Regions from separate parts of the Mus musculus genome. Here regions 1 and 3 are each linked to region 2. A link is a contact called in public HiChIP or PLAC-seq data. All regions are on one chromosome and are shown on one strand. Each heading gives the region's core, a stretch centred on a gene start, on an enhancer-like site or on the middle of the called end of the contact. The rest is flanking DNA. Distances are from core to core; before and after follow the strand shown.

What was found. HiChIP or PLAC-seq counts read pairs in DNA pulled down with a chosen protein or histone mark.
Region 1: an HNF4G HiChIP or PLAC-seq map of pancreatic cancer cells shows a contact between it and region 2. The contact joins two enhancer-like sites. A contact is called at or near these places in 5 of 39 promoter capture datasets (the 3T3-L1 cell line, frontonasal cranial neural crest, hippocampal neurons and 2 more) and 1 of 115 datasets of contacts at active chromatin or transcription factors (pancreatic cancer cells).
Region 3: a contact with region 2 is called in an HNF4G HiChIP or PLAC-seq map of pancreatic cancer cells. The contact joins two enhancer-like sites.

The regions. Positions count from the first base shown.
Region 1 is chr9:119,424,023-119,426,844 of GRCm38.p6, reverse strand. All of the region lies in intron 1 of Acvr2b (activin receptor IIB), which reads right to left. Among named protein-coding and RNA genes, the nearest start is that of Exog, 20 kb to the left of the region's middle. Within about 2 kb of position 1,379, at least 102 of the 459 cell types and tissues checked have an H3K27ac peak or open chromatin away from gene starts, as enhancers often do. A contact at or near this core is called in pancreatic cancer cells, where this site is marked.
Region 2 is chr9:120,009,823-120,012,901 of GRCm38.p6, reverse strand. It overlaps Gm33800 (a long non-coding RNA gene), which reads right to left. Exons shown (of 4, transcript XR_871355.3): 3 at 1,794-1,895; 4 at 752-1,224. Among named protein-coding and RNA genes, the nearest start is that of Xirp1, 12 kb to the left of the region's middle. Within about 2 kb of position 1,566, at least 341 of the 459 cell types and tissues checked have an H3K27ac peak or open chromatin away from gene starts, as enhancers often do. A contact at or near this core is called in pancreatic cancer cells, where this site is marked.
Region 3 is chr9:120,592,358-120,595,213 of GRCm38.p6, reverse strand. No RefSeq gene overlaps it. Among named protein-coding and RNA genes, the nearest start is that of Gm34323, 8.1 kb to the left of the region's middle. Within about 2 kb of position 1,308, at least 53 of the 459 cell types and tissues checked have an H3K27ac peak or open chromatin away from gene starts, as enhancers often do. A contact at or near this core is called in pancreatic cancer cells, where this site is marked.

The DNA of each region.
Region 1 (2,822 bases), core at 130-2,629, 590 kb after region 2:
CACCCAGCCTACTCCAATAACCCACCTGAGGCCAGAGGGGCATCAGGGAGGGGGCTCCCACCTGACCCGAGGTTGGCAGGGTGCCAACTGCTAACACTGCTTGGTTCCCCAGGGCCCATTGCAGACAGGAGGATCCTGACTGGCCGTTCTGGAAGAGGAACCCTCAAGACATGCTCACAAGATCTCACGGCGGCAGGCAAAAGCTCCTCCCAGGGAGGCCCCAACTGGGCAAGACGCCAGTCTTAGGGCTCCAGGTAGGACCCGGAAGGTCAGAATGCTACCCAGTCAGAATGGCAGAACCCAGCCTCAGCCCTAGCCATGCCAGGTCCTGTTGGCCTAGGCCCTGACACTTGTGGTGACAACCTGCCAGGTGGCTAGAACTCAGCCTGGCCCAGAAGGGTCTCGGTATCCAGAATGGGGCTCAGACAGGGTGTGCACCGGCTTCTCCCAACCAGGACCTTATTCAAGCACAAGGCTTTAGGTTGTGGATGAGACTCTAAGGGATGAGTATAGGCCGGAAACAAAGCCCGAGCCAGCGCCGGAAGCCAGGGTGGCACCTAGAGTGTCTACAAGCCCTGGCTACTTGTGGCAGGAGTGGGTAGTGGAGCTATGTGAAGCACCCCGTCCAGGGAGGACACAGCTCCTTCTCCCGCGGGAGGAAGCGAAAGCATGTGTGGAGCGCAAACACTCCTAAGTGTCCTCTGCAATTGCTTCCCAGATGCCCAGCTTCCCCCACAGGCCTGCAAGGCTGGCCCTGAGCTGCTGAGCACAGAACGGGTTCCTATGTAACAGATGGCGTGGACAGACTATGAGCAGAGGGGACAAGAAGGAGGGATGGCTTCAACACGAAGCAAGACCCCTGCTATAGATGCTGAGGATGGAACCTGGACTTTGTGTGTACTGTCCGCTCCACCTCTGACCTACACCCATGACTCAGGAGAGTGTCCACCTCCATTCAGACTACAATCAGCCCCTGGAGTCACAAGGGCAACAACAAACAGAGTAGACCTCAGCCTGGCCTAGCTCCAGGCCAGTGTCAGGCACCAGCCCCTCTGGCACAACCATAGGATCCCAGTGGAGAAGCCTGAGAAGGCAACATGAAGCCTCAGAGAGGACCCAACAGCTCACTGGAGCCACCGACCTCCCAGACCTGCCCAGAGCCGACCCTGCAGAGCAGCTTTGAGCTGGCCAGACTGCTGATGCCTCACAGCTGTGCGCCTGGGGCAAGTCACCTAGCCACTCTCTGAGAGGTGACTGACAGCACCTGCCTCCTAGGGTTGTAGCGATCCTTCCAGTCCAGGCCCCACACCAAGCCTGCCTGCAGCTCTGCATCCCATGTGACATTCCACACCCTTCCCACACCACACCCTGGCCACTGCCAGCTGGAGACCCAGGGGGCCTCCCGTTTCCTCTCTCCTCCCTGGCTCCATTTCTTCACACTCTCACACTGGCTATTTATAGCATATGGCAAAATTCCAACCACAAGGCCACAGAGCCCTTTAATAGATGAAGGCCTCCCGCCCACAGCCTAGCAGCCAGGTCAGGAGTCTCCCCAACTGGCCCTGCCTCCCCACCCTACACAGCTGCATTTCCATCAGTCCCCAGGACCACAACCAGGGTGGCTACAGAAGGGGAACCTACAGAAGAGAAAGGGTGGGCAAGGCTGGAGCATCACACACACACACACACACACACACACCCCGCACATATGCATGAACCCATATTGGCAGACTGGGAGGAAAGAACCCGTCAAGTAACTACAGTTTATCTTAGAATCCTTCACTGTGGGGCTAGTGGTTACAAGAACTTATTCTTTGGTTGAAAACAAATGGCTTTGGTTCCCAGCATCCACGTGGTGGCTCACAACCACCTGGAACTCTAGTTCCAGCGGCAATGCACACACTGTGTGCATGCACATTCATGCAAAATACCAACACCATAAAACAAGTTTCTTTTAAATCCTTACTCCAGAGAACCAAACCACTTTAATTCTACTTTTTGGCCTCATCTGTATTTATGTGTCACCTAGACTAACACCCACTTGTCACACCCCAGGCACTGTATGATGGAGAACCCCGAGTGAACCCCTAAGATGACAGAACTAAGTGAAGCAGAGGTTAAGGCTCTTTGCAGGCCACATCCTGAAGTTCCATGTTTCGGAGCCCAGGGACTGCCCAGTGTGACCTCACCTGGTTCACCGGCTGGACCCTCGGGTTATGTACAGCTGTCATGTGAGCAAAGCCATCACGCATGAAGCTTCTTGGTGAGCGTTTCCTCCCGTCCTGGGAATGCTGAGCCTAAGCAGCTTTGATTCAGTACATTCTTCCAAATCCTTCTCCAAAACAATCGACCCAGTTTCCGAGAGCAGCCCACCGAGGCACACCCTCAGCCGAGCTCCCCTGGGAACACTGGCCAGCCTTCCCACTTCCTGGCCAGGTACCTTCTCCTTATGCTGAGGGAAGTCTATGCTCATGGGTATCGCTGTGCAGTAACCATTTTTTGTTCATGCTATCAAAAGGCCAGGTGGTGGTGGTGCACGCCTTTAGTCCTGACACTCCCGCACTTGGGAGGCAGAGGCAGGCAGATTTCTGAGTTTGAGTTCCAGGACAGCCAGGGCTACACAGAGAAACCCTGTCTGTGGAGAAGGTGAGTATGTCTAGCTGGTGCTAACTTACCTAGAACATTTCTTGTGGCGTTTTCCCAATTTATCTTTTCCTTCCTACTTTCATTTCAAAGCTTTCTGCCCACTTGAGCTTTCTACAATTCAATCTAATGCTTCCTTAAAACCGGAGTCCTAACACATTCATGGTTAAACTCTATTC
Region 2 (3,079 bases), core at 317-2,816:
AAGGAAGAAACATCTGACATCTGAATGTCAAGAGAACAGAACTCAGGGTGAGTGGTGTGCGCATTTCGGAGGAGGAGTCAGGAGGCTCACAGTCACTGTTAGCAACTAGTAAGTTTGAGGGCCAGCCTGGGCTGCATTAGACTGTCTCAAAAGAAAGGGTGTGAGAGCCAGGTATGCTGGTGCACCTCTTTAATTCCAGCACTAAGGAGGCAGAGGCAACAGGTCTCTGCGAGTTCAAGGGCAGCCTGGTCTACAAAGCAAATTTTAGGTTAGCCAGGGCTACATAAGGAGACACTGCCTAAAACAAAAGTGTGGAAGTGAGTATACACTCAGTGGCACCTTGTTCACCTAACATGCAAGCTCCTAGTAAGTCAATTCTCAATACCACAAAAGATAAAACACCTGTACCAGGTAACTGCATGTTCCCCCACCTTGTCTCTCTCCTACACCTTCCACAGGCTCTCACTTGACCACTGGGCCCAGCAACTTAACACACAGGAGTGTTCTCTTCAACGTCCTCATCTGTCAATGGGTGTGATGGTGGAACAACCCTGTGAACACTGTGAATTAACAAGTGTTAATAAAGCCGGGCGTGGTGGCACACGCCTTTAATCCCAGCACTTGAGAGGCAGAGGCAGGCAGATTTCTGAGTTCGAGGCCAGCCTGGTCTACAAAGTGAGTTCCAGGACAGCCAAGGCTACACAGAGAAACCCTGTCACGAAAAAAAAAAAAAAAAAAAAGTTGGCTGGCATTCATTCTTAGTACTGCAATTTAGGAGAGAGTTTTGTTTTCTAAAGTTTGAGACACGGTCTTGAAACTTAGCCTGAAGATCAAGCTAGCCCCGATTTTGTAATCTCCTGCCCCTCACCCATCTGTACTGCGGATTACAAGTGTGTACCACCCGGCCCAGTAGCTTTGTTTTCTTATTTTATTCGGTTTTGAGGATCTTGTATCAAACTGACTGGCCTCAAAATTGCTCTGTGGCTGAAGATGATCTTCAGCCCCTGATTTTGCCTCTATCTCTCAAGGTTTGGAATCCGTGGGCATGTGACCACAGCCTTCTGGAATATTTTTTAATATCTCCTTCCTCACCTGCAGGGGGCGTGTGCCCGGTGTTGTTCATCTAGTCAAACGAGCACACAAATGAACGAAACGATTGAGTCAATCTGTGGATTCACGCTACTGGCATTCAATAGCGCTTCGTGCCAGGATCTGTACAGGGTGCTAAAAATAGAGATGAACAAGGCAGAATTCATTCTTGACCTCACAGGACTGACAGAGACAAATATATAAGCAGATTAGGTCATTTTACACAGAAAACTGTGTGTGAAAAACAAGGTCAGTCCGCAAGGGCAAGCTGAGTTTGGGTGGTCTAGGATGCGTTGCTGCAGAGCAACCGGAGCAGAAGGGGCGGGTGAGCGCTGCTGCAGAGCGGCGGGTGCAGAAGGCCCCGCCCCGCCCCGCCCCGCCCCGCTCACACCTGCAGCCGCACCTGCCTTCGCACCTGCCCAGGCCCCGCCCCTCTCCACACGCGCAGAGCGCGCAGCGCTCAGACCCCGCCCCCGGTGCCGACGGGGCGTGTTCCCACGGCCGTCGTCAAGGTGACGGTGACGTCGCGGGCTGTAGAGTTCGGAACGTTCAGGCGGTGGCTGGTTGCCAGGAAACGCCCGGCAGGCGTGCTGCCAGGGCTGGCTCTGCGAGCAGACGCCGGGCGCCAGGACGCGCCGTCCCGGCCAGCCCTCGCGCGGAGCCTCCCTCCCAGATTCCAAACGGATGCCGGTTCCGGGGCTCACCCGGGAGGGCGCCTGGTCCCTCGATGCTCTGTCCTTGCCAGCGTCTGGAATTCGTCCTCTGCTTCCCGCTTTCATCTGTCTCTGCCTCCCCAGTATGATGCTCTATATCAAAGCAAGCAAAATGTTAAGGGCCTTTACTAGCCAGATAGCTCTGCTGATAAAGGCGCCTATGGTGCAAGCTTGGCAACCTGAGTCCGACCCAGAATGCAGGTAAAAGTGGAGAGCAGAGAATCTACAAAGTTATCCGGTGACCTCCACACATAGCAAGCGACATCCTCACCTACCCACACACAGCATGCACACACAATCATAAAAGATTGAAATTTTTTATCATTGGTGATGCGAATGTGTGTATTTTGACTGCCGTCTGTGCTAAGAACTGAACTCCATTTTCTGGAAAAGCAGTGCAAGCTCTCAGCCTCTGAACCATGCCTCCAGCCCCAGTAACAATACATTTCTTAAATTAGTTTTAAATGTTAGAGTAGTTCACACCTGTGACCCCAGTCTCTGGGAAGCTGAGGCGAAATATTATGCCAGTTTGAGAAGAGTCTGGCTACATAGTAGGTCCTTGTCTCAAAAAGCCAAATATACATAATTATGTATTTTTTTAAAGTTTTAAAAGGAGAAGCTAGCTCACTCATTTAATCCTTCCCTTCTTTGGGAGGCAGACAGATCTTTGTGAATTGGAGACTAGCCTGGTCTACATAGTGAGTTCCAGGCCAGCCAGGATAACATGGGATCTTGTCTCAAAAATAAAAGTCTAGAGATACGGCTTGGTGGTAAAGTATTTGCTTAGCCGCCAGGCGGTGGTGGCGCATGCCTTTAATCCCAGCACTTGGGAGGCAGAGGCAGGCGGATTTCTGAGTTCAAGGCCAGCTGGGTCTACAAGGTGAGTTCCAGGACAGCCAGGGCTATACAGAGAAACCCTGTCTCAAAACAAAACAAAAGCAAAACAAACAAAAAAGGTATTTGCTTAGCATGTTCAAGGCCCTGGGTTCAAAGTGCATGCATGCACGCACACACGCACACAGGTACACACACACCTCTCCTCCCTAATGCAATCCCCTGGCTGCCCAGGTTACTAGGTCTGGAATCTAAACTCTCTTGTAGCCTGTAAGACCAGAATGGCTTGCCTCTCCACATTCTTCTATAACCCCCCCAGGCCCCAGCTCCTCCTTACCCTCCTCCTCCAGTCATAAAACACACTGGTTGGTTCCTGCCCCAGGACCTTGATCCTCTCCATCTATCCTTTTTCTGGAAGTTTCCTCTCCCAGATCTTCATTGAA
Region 3 (2,856 bases), core at 59-2,558, 580 kb before region 2:
CACGCACTGAGCCTCTATCACACATCCATGTCTGACTTCGTCCTGACTGGCATCTTCTTAATCAACACAAGACACAAAGTCTCAAGTCTTAGGTTGGGAGGCTGAAGGACTGATTGTTCAGATGTTGGAGCTGGAGAAAGGGGGTGAAAAAAAAGCTGAGGGGAAGTGGGCAGCCCCCCACTGGGCTCTACCCTGTGATAACTGCATTTGAATGAGCGGGGGCGGATCCTGAGGGTTATAATTGGCTCTCACTTTGGGATTCTGTTGATTACTTAGGAAAATGTGCTGGGGCTTATTTCACTTTCCGATCTTGTACCACTTTAATGAAAATTTATTACCAGCAGCTTCCTGAACCGGAAAGGAAGAAATTGAAAATACACATCTGTGTATAAGTAAACAGACGTGTGGAATGAATGCATTCTTTTTAGATGAGATGCCTGACTTCTGCTTATGAAAAATGAATAAGGGGCCTTCGGCTTCACACATGAAAGGAAGCACCAGGAGAGACAGTGAGTAACGAAGACGTAGTGTTAAGGGTGTGTTTGGGATAACCATGGGCAGTGTACAAAGCATTAAGTTTAAAATCAAAAGATCTGGAGCCAAGAGATAGCTCAGCAGGCTAAAGCCTTCGATGTGAGAATCTAAATTCAATCCTTACCACCCCCCACCCTCCCACCCCCACACACACCCAAAGCAAGCCAGGCGTGGTGGTGCACACCTTTAATCCCAACACTCAGGAGGAAGGGGCAGATGGATCTCTGTTCCAGGTCAGCCTGGTCTACAAAGTAAGTTCCAGGACAGCCAGGGCTACATGGAGAACCGCTGCCTCAGTGGGGATATGGGGATTGGGGGGAATTTAAGCCAGGTGTGTTAGCATACATCTGTAAGTCAAGCATGCCTCCTTGGTGAGATAGAAGGCAGAGACTGGAGAATCACCCAAAAGCTCACTGGACTGCTAGCTTACAGTATACAAGTCAGCAGCAGAAGCCACTGCCTACAACTCAACTCTGTAACTCTGGCTCCAGGGATCAGTGCCCTGCACGAACGCATGCCTGTGTCTACACACACACACACACACACACACACACACACACACACACACATGAATAGAAAGCATGCATGTGTGTGCACACATTCACAGAAAGCATGCATATGTGTGTGCACACATTCATAGAAAGTATGCACATGTGTGTGCACACATGCACACATGATTTAAGAAACGAATCCTAAGAGAATGGAATCTGTGCCCTTCTAGTTTATTCCTCAGCAGCATGTGCAACCGACTGCGTGAGTCAGCAAAGAAGACTCTGAATGACTCCCCTGCCAGCATCGCACTTCCGCCCTGTCCTCTACCCCCCTTTTGTATTTCACATATAATACTATGTTGACATGTTGATTGTTCTGTGAATTTCCCTCAAGACAGGAATCCTGCCTTTTCATCTATATTTCTCAAATTACAAGGGTAACAAGGACACACAATTAAACCAACAAACAAGACGTAATTCTCTTGGAAGCAAAACAAAACTCTGAACAGGTTGTACAACTGGTTCAAACAGGTTTATCCCTCATTAGTCATCAAGTGAATGCAAATTAAAAACCACAGTGAGATACAGTTCCAGCCATCAGAAAAGAAAGTCAAAAAGCCCTGGGAACAATGTAGCTGCTCTGCTGGATCTGAGGCCTCTGCACAGGAGGGGGCCCAGGCCTGGTGTTGTGGCCTGGTCAACGGTCAGAGACTCCAGGGTGTCACAAGCCATGGAGGGGAACCGCCTGCTGTTGTTTTACTAAGCTACATGGCCTTCTAAACGCTTGTTTTATACTCTAGATGGGTGCTGCCTCTGCCTTGGCCAGAAGCAGCTTCGATGTGCTGTGCTGAGCACTTAATGCGGAGACTCACAGCTGCCCATGTGCTGAGAGTAAGCGAGTGTTGAGGGCTAGCCCTACATGGGACTTTCTGCCAATGGCTGGCTGTAGGAGGAGGCACAAAGAGTGTAGGAGCTGCCTGGTGTGATGGCAAATCTCTGTTTCAGGCCAGTCTTCTATACAGCAAGTTCTTGGCCAGGCAGGCTACACAGTGATAGCCTGTCTCAAAATAAAATAAAATTGAAGAAGATAAAATAAAAAAAGAATGTAAGAGCTGGAGGATGGGGAGGAGGAATGGGAGGAGGGATGGGAGGAGGGATGGGAGGAAAGATGGGAGGAGGGTTGTCCTCTGGACTTGACACTACACCCATGAACACACTACAGCTGTGGCTATTGACCAAGAGCAAGCCAAGGGGATCAGTGGACACTCCACTGGGCAGCACCAGTTAGCCTCAGTGGAGACAGAGAGAGAAGAGAGACAGACAGACAGACACAGAGAGAGGAGGTTGGAAGAAAAAGTGGGAGGTAGTGAATTGGAGTGTCCAGGGGAGGGAAGAATGGAGAGGATGGTTAGGGGTGTATATGACCAATATACATTGTTTACATGTGTGTAGTTATTGAAAAATAAGTAAAAGGTATTCTATTAAAAAAAAAAAAAAGATCAGAGATGCAGGCTGATGGACCAGGGCAACCTTCACACCCCCAGATGGAATGTGAGAATGTCACTGAGCACGTGGAAAAGTATACTCACCATGCCAAGCCACCATTCCACCCTTTAGACCTTTATCTAAGAGGAATGAAATCCCATGCCCCTGTATCCACACTGGACCACCACCAGTTCTATCACAACACACTGCACAGCTAAGCTAAGTATCTGTTGTATCACAATTCTTTCAGGGTTGGGCATGGGTGGAGCCCAGCTGGAGCCTCTGCTCAGAATGTCCCAGAAGAGCCCTGTGATGGTTAGCTTTGGCAATGTGACACAACCTGGAG